Regions from separate parts of the Mus musculus genome. Here region 1 is linked to region 2. Evidence: chromatin contacts called from public Hi-C data. All regions are on one chromosome and are shown on one strand. Each heading gives the region's core, a stretch centred on a gene start, on an enhancer-like site or on the middle of the called end of the contact. The rest is flanking DNA. Distances are from core to core; before and after follow the strand shown.

Region 1 (5,100 bases), core at 1,800-4,299, 74 kb after region 2:
TTTTAAAAACACTTTTCTTTCTTTCTTTCTTTCTTTCTTTCTTTCTTTCTTTCTTTCTTTCTTTCTTTCTTTCTTTCTTTCTTTCTTTCTCTCTCTCTCTTTCTCTTTCTCTCTTCCTCTCTCTCTCTCTCTCTTTGTATTTGCACATGTATTTGGGTATAAGAGTGTATACTTCTGTGTAATGGGTACCTGCAGAGACCAAAAGAAGCCATTCTATGCCCTGGAGCTAGAGTTACAGTTTGATCCACCTCATATGGGTGCTGGGAGTGAAACTTAGGTCATATGCAAAAACAGTAAGTACTCTTATTCCCTAAGATATCTCTCTAACCACTAATGTTACCTTGCATTATGACATGAGCACCTCTTAATGACAGAGGTCCATTATAATCTCTGTGTATAGTATGGTGACACTACTACACTACAGAGTGATTTTTTACCTCAGGATAAGTGATGTAGGGGAATTAATATGGTTCCATATTCAACTGATTTTATGTTCAGCAATAATGTATGTTCAGGTACTGGTTGTACTGTTACAAGGCTATATTATTTAAAACTTACAAATATTAAGAAACTGTTTAGTGTAGGTCAAAGCCTCAGGGTCATTTCCTGAAGTCTGGTAGTTCCTGGAACTCTCATTCTCTGTGTATGTTCAGATCAATGGTGTAGAAGCCTAAAAAAATCCTGATTACTATATTGTGGTTCACAGATTAACTAAATGTCAGTAGCATTTACTATTCTGTGTTTTTTCACAGGGCTTTTCTTTAAGACTAGTAGTATATGTTGCTAGGCAGTAATTCTATGTCCTTATGCAAAAATGAATAATGCATGTTCTTTGTTTTCTAAGGCATCAGAAAAATAGCACCAGTTTGGTGTTGGTGGCTCGTTCTCAGCTGCTCACCAGGCTCCCAGGGACCAACAGAGCTGATGGCAGGTTGTCCAGCATTTAATGAACACTAGCTGGAAACATTCAGAGTCCAATAGCCAAATGTCAGGCAGAGACCAGAGAGTCTCATGGAAGAGTGGAAGAGTGAGGGATAGAATTGTGGGGGTTGGAGGGGGAGGACACCATAAGAATACCTACAGAGTAAACTAACTGGGGCCAATGGGGCTCATATTGACTAAACTGCCAATCAAAGAACATACATGGCTGGATCTAGGCCTCCATGAACATATGTAGCAAATGTGCAGTTTGGTCTTAATGTGGGTCCCAAACATAATGTGGGAATAGGGTCTGTCCCAAAATCTGTTGCCTGTATATGGGATAAGTTGTTCTTCCTGACTGCCTTGTCTGGCCTCAGTGGGAGAGGATGAACCTATCCTTACAGAGACTTGCTGTGAACCAGCGTGGGAGATACCTAGTGGGGACCCACTTGCTTAGATGAGAAGAGGCGGAGGCATGGGGGAAAATTGTGGAACGAGTGACTGGGAGCAGGGCAGTGATAGGGACGTAAAGTGATTAAGTAAAAACAAAACAAAACAGAACAACAACCCTCAAACTCCTGCTCTAGTCCCAGTAATGTTTCTTATTTCTATTAGTTACCAGTCCTCCCTCCCACCCAGTGTTAGTTAAAACTGGCACAAGTTGTATTGGACAAATGTTAAAGTTAGATTACTCTCTTGAAAAAGAGAGACATTATTTTCTCCTTATTTTATAAAAAAATAAGCATAATTAAAATGACTGCTGAAGAATGTTTCCTCTTAATGTCACCAGATTTAAAATGAATTTATGAATTCTTCATTAGCTTTCTAACCAAGAAGTATTTGTCCAAAGAACAGGCTTTTTGGTGGAGCTGATGTTGACCAGAGTTTAATATTTGATGAGAAGTTTGAGTTTGTATTTGCACTAAGACCAACTTGTCATCACACAGAAAGTTCATCCTTAATTCCATTGCAACAAGACTTTCTCAGTTGCAGTTTGTGGAAGAATTATTTAATGAAAAAGTTTGAATGTTTTCCACAGGTAATACAACTTCTTGTTAACTGAGTTAGAGTTCAAAGTGCAAGCATATTAATACAGACTAAGAAGACAAATACCAAGTCTTCCTCTCAGAGGCTGATCTTGATTTAAATTTATACATACACACATAGCCATACATACTCACAGGACTTGATAGAGAGGGAACTTTCAGGGCAGATCAGGGCGGAAATAGGGAAGATAATGGAATGTATGCGGCATGGAAGCAGGACAGGGAGTGGAACAGCAGGAGGGAGAGTGGGGAACTAGTGGTAATGACATATAATTAGGAACAAAACGCAATGATAAACATGCATACAAAAGTCACTTAGAAGGTTGCTTCTTTGTGTGCTAACTGAAAATATTAAAAATTAAAATGTAAACTACTGTTTGGTTTAGGATGAAAACTACAAAAAATACAAAGACACAAATAAGAGTCCCCATTTCGAATAGCAAAGCAGCTGTTTCAAAAGGCACATGGATGCACTTACTCTTCCCATTTAACTCCTTAGACATTTAGTCAGTGCAGCAGATCAAATGGATGTTGAAAAAGATACAGATTTTTCTAAACTTAACTCCAGTTGGCTGTAACAGTTACAGATTTTTATATCTTACCTGAGGTCCATGTCGCCATCTATCCAATAGGCCAGGATATTGGAGCCAGTTCCTCCAGGGCAGCAACCCATAATTAGCACCACTACAGCCTGTACAGGAAGGATGCCAGAGGCCACAGACAGGATAAAGCCTGTGAGAGGCATGATTCCAAACTGACAGAGGAAGCCCACGAAGATACCCCATGGTCTCTTTATATGTCCTAGGAACTTGTGGACTTCCACATTGCACCCCATAGAAAACATCACCATGGCTAAGAGGATGGTGAGCACAGTGCTCATCACTGTATTGAGAATTGCATTGAAGTTGCTCTCAGGTACTACGCAGGAATCGCCTTCGCAGACAGTTGCATTTGGGGGACAGACAGAGGAGTTATCCATCACTGCTTGTGCTGTGCAAATGGCCAAGTCCACAGAAGCACCAGTTCTGTCTCTACTGCCAGCTGAGTATGCTTTCAACACGCCAAACTTTTAAACCCTTTCTCAACATGTGGTACTTGGTGTCTCTTTGAAAAGCCACGTTAGAGAAGCAATAAAAAACAATAAATGCTAGTATGTCAGTTTCGAGAGGCTGCATTACAACATAGCACAAATAATGAATCATAAAACGTCCAGAGAAACTACTGGCCAAGACAGAAAGTTATAATTAATCATTTATTGACATGATAATGAACTAAGCCACACAGAAATAGCCACGTTAATAATTAATGCCAGGAAAGTTTGCTGGGAATAATTTTAGTTAAACTCTGAATTGTATAGAATGTTCCAAGAGTTGGAGTGGAGTAAAGTGTATTATTCTCTCCTCCAACTTTAAGTAGGGGGTACTAAAGCTTTGAAAATTATATTAAAACAAAAAAAAAAACAATAACCCCATGCCAAACTACATTATAAGTTGACTGAAGAAGATTTTCAGCTTTCTTACAATAGCTGTCAAGTGGTCATTCTTCCTTATATGAACTATGATGTCCACAAAACATATGCATGTTTCACAGACTTCTAGGGCTTGAAAAAAAACTTAGGGAAGGGTGGTTAGTCCTTGTGAGCACTGAATGTTTTCTGCTGAAGTCCATCATATGGAGCCACCTTCGTTACTTACACATGAATTATACATATATTGACATGGCAACAAAGTGTTTTATAGATAGAGACAATACAATTAGTTAGAGGCATAAACTCTAGATTAGGTCAAAGTGACAGTATAACTCTTTGTGCTTAGAGCCAGGAATTAAAGTTGTGTGTGTGTGTGTGTGTGTGTGTGTGTGTGTGTGTGTGTGTGTGTGTGTGAAATAGAAAGTATTATAAGAGGTTTTTGGAAATATCAAGTAGTTATTTTTATGATGGATGAACAGAGCGCTGTGGTAAGGTATGTAAGGAAGGCACAAAAATAGGCAGAAGACAAATGTCCAGTTCTCAGGTATTTAAACCCAACACTAGAGTAGGCTGGGTTCTAGCTTATATCTACAGACTCAGGAGTCTGAAGAGCATGAAGCATGAGGATATGAAGTTCAAGACCATCATGGACTAGAGAATGAGGTCCTGTTTCTATCTCTCTCTCCCAGGAAGACAAACACACTAACACAAACCATTTAGAACAGTTTCTTAGAACTCAGTATGCTTAAGATTTCAGGAGGCATTTTTTAAATGTAGGTTCTGACTCTTGACTTTGTTTTCTATAGAGCTCCCAGTTGAACGTAATGATGCTGAATAGGGCACCCCTTTGAGATTGGGCAGGGCTTTGATTGTGTCTCTAGTTATATCATAATAGTGAAGTCTGACTGCTCACACTCAGAAGCTACCTGTGAAGAAAAACTCCTCACAGAAATAATGGCCTTCTTATCACGACTTGACCACCGGGCAGAAGAAAAACAGTCCTAGGTCCTAGCAGCTGGAGAACTGGGGACCCTTCCCCTTTAACCTATGATTGAGTTAATGTCAGGATCAGGGCCATTTTCTTGACTGATAACTGATTAATTCTCCTTGCTAATATAACTTCTGTTCCAGTAATGTCCTTTTAAGCTGTTAGGTTGCTTTGTTTGTGCTTTCTTCTGTTAGTTGGTTATAATTGGCGCTGCCAAATCCAGCCTCAGATTGCCTAGATTGGAGTTAGTTGGCAAGAGGCTAGGTTCTGGAAGATTCTTTCTTCTCTCCCACTACCTGCCCTGCCTTGTGGCTAAATGATTAGCTAGGTTTCCCAGCAAGGCCTCTCCTCCCACTCCTGGCTGTGCCTCTCCATCGGTCTGATTGATCTCTGGTTCATTACCTCACCTGGTGGCAGTCAGTCCCAAGGCATGTGAGGAAGGTGCGCCTCCTGCTGCTGCCTTTGTGTACCTGCCAGAGCTAGTTCCTTTTTGCCTGGCTGCCCCAGTGTTGGGGAATGTGAAGGCAGGGAGGCAGGAATAGGTGGTTGGGTGGGGGCATTCCCTCATAGAATCAGGAGGAGCGGGGATGCGATAGGAGGTTTTGGGGGATGTGAAATCAGGTAAGGTGATAACATTTGAAATGTAAATAAATAAAATGTCCAATAAAATAAAATAA
Region 2 (5,045 bases), core at 1,653-4,152:
ACAGGGCCCCCAATGGAGGAACTAGAGAAAGTAACCAAGGAACTAAAGGGAACTGCAACACTATATGTGGAACAACAATATGAACTAAGCAGTACCCCGGAGCTCTTGTCTCTAGCTGCATATGTATCAAAAGATGGCCTAGTCGGCCATCACTGCAAAGAGAGGCCCATTGGACATGCAAACTTTATATGCCCCAGTACAGGGGAACGCCAGGGCCAAAAAGGGGGTGTGGGTGGGTAGGGGAGTGGGGGTGGGTGGGTATGGGGGACTTTTGGTATAGCATTGGAAATGTAAATGAGCTAAATACCTAATAAAAATGGGGAAAAAAAAAAAGAAAAAAAAAGAGACAAGCTTGGACTTAGGTTATTTTGACTCTGTATTCTCCAGCAAATAGCTAGCTGTCTGGTGAAGATCTTAGTGGAATCTTTGTTGGTTTTATTCCTTAAGTCCTGTCAGACAATCAGAGTTGATACCTTATATGAGAACTCTGACTTACCCACTCTGAAAAATAATAGCCTTTGAACTTCCAAAGTAAAAATTCACATTTCATAGGAGTATAAAAGTTATTTCAGGCAGTTCAGCCCTTCCAGCCTAACTAGGCTAATCAGAGATTGAATATCCGGAGCTGGTTCTGAAGGACATTCTTTGCTCACAGAAACCATGAACTAGATTTCTGGTATTGAAAGTCACAACACACAGAAGTACTTTGAGGAAACCACAATATTATCAAACCCTAATAACAGCTAGGTTTATATTTTGGAGTCAAGAATTTCTGAGTTATAATGGAATCAACCTCTAAAGATTTTAAGAATATAGATGGGGTGGGGGGAGGGTATAGGGGACTTTTGGGATAGCATTTGAAATGTAAATGAAGAAAATATCTAATAAAAACTAAAACAAAACAAAACAAAACCCCTGTTCTACCATTCAGCTAAGAGAAACAAACTTCCTTTGAAATATATCAAATTGCCATTAGAAAAAAAAAAGAATACAGATAGCATTGGGGAAACGTGTACAACAGGAAATAATTTCATATAGAAGTCTATTCTATATGTAAATATCATTTTGGCATGGAAAGTCTCATGTAAAAAATGGAAGCATGCTTTGAAATTTAGTGAGATTCTGGATCAGCTGGCACATCCTCATTGCTCTCTCTCTGTCTCTCTTTGTCTCTGTCTGTCTCTCTGTCTCTCTCTTTCTCTGTGCATATGTTTTAGTGAGGAGATGAGAGAGTTGTTTTTTCTTTTTTGAAAACTGGCCATATATGCATATTACTTTTCAAGGAAGTACAAGTTGTGCTTGGTTTCCTGAAACGTCTTGTCCTTGTGGATATTCCGAGTTTTTCACCTTTATAAACTCATGGCAACATCACACACACACACACACACACACACACACACACACACACACACACACACATACACACACACACACACCCTCTTTCTTTGTCTTTCTTTTTCTCCTTTCTTACATCTGTTCTCCTTTCTTTCTTTTTTTTTTTTGAAAACTGGCCATATATGTATATCACTTTTCAAGGAAGTGCAAGTTGTGCTTGGTTTCCTGAAATGTCTTGTCCTTGTGGATATTCCCAGTTTTTCACCTTAATAAACTCTTGGCAACATCTCTCTCTCTCTCTCACACACACACACACACACACACACACACACACACACACACACTTTCTTTGTCTTTCTTTTTCTCCTTTCTTACATCTGTTCTCCTCTTTTCCTAATTTGTTTGTTTCCTTTCTTTCTTTCTTTCCTTCTTTCTTTCTTTCTTTCTTTCTTCCTTCCTTCCTTCCTTCCTTCCTTCCTTCCTTCCTTTCTTTCTTTCTTTCTTTCTTTCTTTCTTTCTTTCTTTCTTTCTTTCTTTCTTTCTTTCTTTCTTTTAACTATGTCTTATTCTGTAGCCTGAGTTTACCAGGAACTCATTTTCTTAATGATACTTATAAAACTGCAAATACTTTTTACCCTTTGGTGTTCACTTTAGCATTTTGTAGAAAATGAAGATTCATTGCTTAATTCAATATTGTGAATACTTTCTTCTTAACAATTTGATATTTTATCTGTTTTATGTAGGTCTATGATTCCTTTTGTGCCAATTTCTCAACTACAGAACTACAGGATTCTATCTTCAAATGGTTTGTCTTGGATATGTTCCAAGTATAGTTCACAAGTTAGTATCACTTTATTTTCTCAATACCTGGTTCACTGTTTATTGATTCACTTACATAAACCTTTCTTTAAGCTTTGAGTTTTTAAGTCTTGGGTTGGAATGTAAATATATGAACTACACCAATGTATAAACTCCTCGTTATATTAAATGATGCAAAGAAATCCTGCTTCATGGAGATGTAAAACTATTCCATGATGTTAAAAGCAGTGATTTCTAGTGTCTTTTAAATATCGTGCAGAATTCTTTTAAAAGTACATAGTACTCTTGACTAGGATGGGAACTTTCCATCTTTGGAAAACAGGAATATTTCCTTGGACCTGAACATTTATTAACTTTAACTGACAATGCATGGCAAAGGTAACAACCTTAGTTATTGTCAGAAGGACCATGGAGTAGTATTCAAAATTCGATTTTCTTTTGAGTTAATATTTTGCAGTATTCCACTAAAATGTTCATTAAATAACAAATTTGGAGGGTGCTTTGTATTGCTTCTAAGAAATTGCATTGTTGGCATTTTTTTCTTTTGAGGAATTTCAGTTATACTTACAATTTGTACTCACTTCCAAAGTCCACTGGGCTGTAATGGTTTGAACTTATGTGAAGAAAGAACTCTTTGCTCTGGGAAACTCATCTGCTTTTAATTGCCAACTATCCTGCACAGGAACTATTAGTTAGCCTGCAGCTCAACTGCGGCTCACGTATTGAAGGGACAAAGGTTTGTTTGTCTAGTGTAAGTGCCCATTACACTCCACTATTTCCAGAAGAGTCACAAACTTTGCCCTCTGCATTACTGTTCAGGATAATGATCTTTGTGCTGGTGACCAAGACAGCCTATCTGGACAGAGTTTCCATTTTAGAAACTTATTTGGCAAGACATTCGAAGACTATGTTATTCTTCTATTCCTGCTGACATTCTCAAATTTACAAGCCTAAGCCACGTAGGTCTTGTCTGCCTGCTACTATGGCTCTGCAAATTGCCTTATGGAGGTCTTACAAGATGATTTAGCCAGAAAGAAAAAGACACTAAGAACTTACAACTGTGTATACTGTAAGGATGGGCGTAGTATCTTGTTTAATATAAGAACTTGCTTAATGTCCCTTGCATGCTATCTAATGCTTAACATTAAGAAAATTATATCTTGATTACTTTGGAGAAGAGACATTTTCCAGACTATAACCTATTCTCATCCACAACCATAATTCTCAATTTATGCAAATGGATTTCCTTTTTTGTTTTGTGGGGTAGAAGGGCTGTCGTGCACTCTTACTTTTAAGATTCAGTGTTTGCTATTAACGATACTCTGTTATGCTTGCAGACAGGAGCATGTTGTCCTCTGAGAGGCTCCACCCAGCAGCTGACTCAGACAGATACAGAAACCGATAACCAAACAGTGGATGGAGCTTGGAGAGACTCATGGAAGAATAGGAGGAAGGATTGTTCCCTGAACAGGATCGAAACTTCTCAGGAAGACCAACAGTACCTATTAACCTGGAATCTTGAGGTTCTCACAGTCTGAACCACTAACCAAAGAACATACACTAGGCCTCCCTGCACATGTAATATATAGCAGATATTCAGCTTGGTCTTCATGTGGATCCTGAACAACTGGAGAGTGAGCTATCCCAAAAGCTGCTGCCTGTCTGTGGGATATGTTCTTCTAGCTGGGCTGACTTGTCCTACTTCAGCAGGAGAGCAAGTGTCTATCTAGTCTTAGAGATACTTGAAGTGCCAGGATACCCAGGAGGACACTTACCTGCTCAGAGGAGAAGGGGAGTAGGGGATGAGGGAAGGATTGTGGGAAGAGAATACTTGGAGGAGGGCAGTAAGCAGGATATAAAGTGAATAAGTAAAAACTAAAATTAAATAAAATATCTATTCCCAATAAAAGATATTCTCTTAACAGCAGCAGCAGTAGCAGCAACAACAACAACAAAGATTCAGTGTTTGAGGATATATCAGTGGTAAAGTACAAAACTCAAATACACTAAAACAAAACCAAATAAAACAACTAAAGTAATGAACAGAAAACCAAAGTTAATCCATTAACCTAAAGGTCATATAAGAATAGTCCTTTGGTTATCATTAAACATACATTAGTCAATAAAAAATAAATTGTAAGTTAAATCATCTTTAAAATATTTATGGTTAATGTGTGTGTGAAAAAGAGAGTGAACATGCCTTTGCATGTGTGTTGGGGGGTTTTGGTTAGAGGACAACATTTGAAATTGGTTTTCTCTTTTCACTGTAGGATCCACAAATGGAACACATGCCATCAGACTTGTGTGTCAAATGCTTTACTTATTGATCCATTTCATAGTTTTTATTGTTGTTTTAATTTTCAGTTCTCTACAAATTGATAATAATTTTCAAATGTTAAAGAAATATTCATGACTTTTCAAATATTTAAATAGGTCTTCATTTGTGGATGTCATATTCATAGATCATTTATAATTTGAATCTTAATTTCTTATCATATACAACCTTGTAATATACAAAATGTACTTTCCTTAGTGCATGTGTGTGTATGTATATATATATGTGTGTATTTGTATTTATATATGTGTGTGCATACATATGATATATATTATGTATATGAATATCATCAGATCAGCTTACATTTTTAGAGGCTGAAAGTTTACATTTTCATGAAGTCAAGTCTGCATATCTTTTTCTTTCTACATTTTTTCATTGTTTTCATGTGAGTTATCTTTCAATGTGCTTTTTTAATTAGATATTTTCTTTATTTAGATTTCAAATGTTATCCCCTTTCCTGGTTTCCCCTCTGAAAACTCCCTATCTCCTATCCCTCCCCCTGCTCACCAACCCACCCATTCCTGCTTCCTGGCCCTGGCATTCCCCTATACTGGGG

The links. A called contact is a pair of places that touch in the nucleus more often than the background predicts.
Region 1: a Hi-C map of liver shows a contact between it and region 2, with 9 times the contacts expected there. The contact joins the promoter of Slc10a2 here to the enhancer-like site in region 2. A contact is called at or near these places in 11 of 39 promoter capture datasets (the HPC-7 cell line, cranial neural crest, embryonic stem cells and 6 more), 7 of 484 Hi-C or Micro-C datasets (all in liver), 4 of 115 datasets of contacts at active chromatin or transcription factors (epiblast stem cells, kidney and liver) and 1 of 9 other capture datasets (liver).

The regions. Positions count from the first base shown.
Region 1 is chr8:5,102,238-5,107,337 of GRCm38.p6, forward strand. It overlaps Slc10a2 (solute carrier family 10, member 2), which reads right to left and starts at 3,050. Exons shown (of 6, transcript NM_011388.3): 1 at 2,570-3,050. The coding sequence starts at 2,946.
Region 2 is chr8:5,027,954-5,032,998 of GRCm38.p6, forward strand. No RefSeq gene overlaps it. Among named protein-coding and RNA genes, the nearest start is that of Slc10a2, 75 kb to the right of the region's middle. Within about 2 kb of position 2,903, at least 16 of the 459 cell types and tissues checked have an H3K27ac peak or open chromatin away from gene starts, as enhancers often do. A contact at or near this core is called in kidney, liver and second pharyngeal arch cranial neural crest, where this site is marked.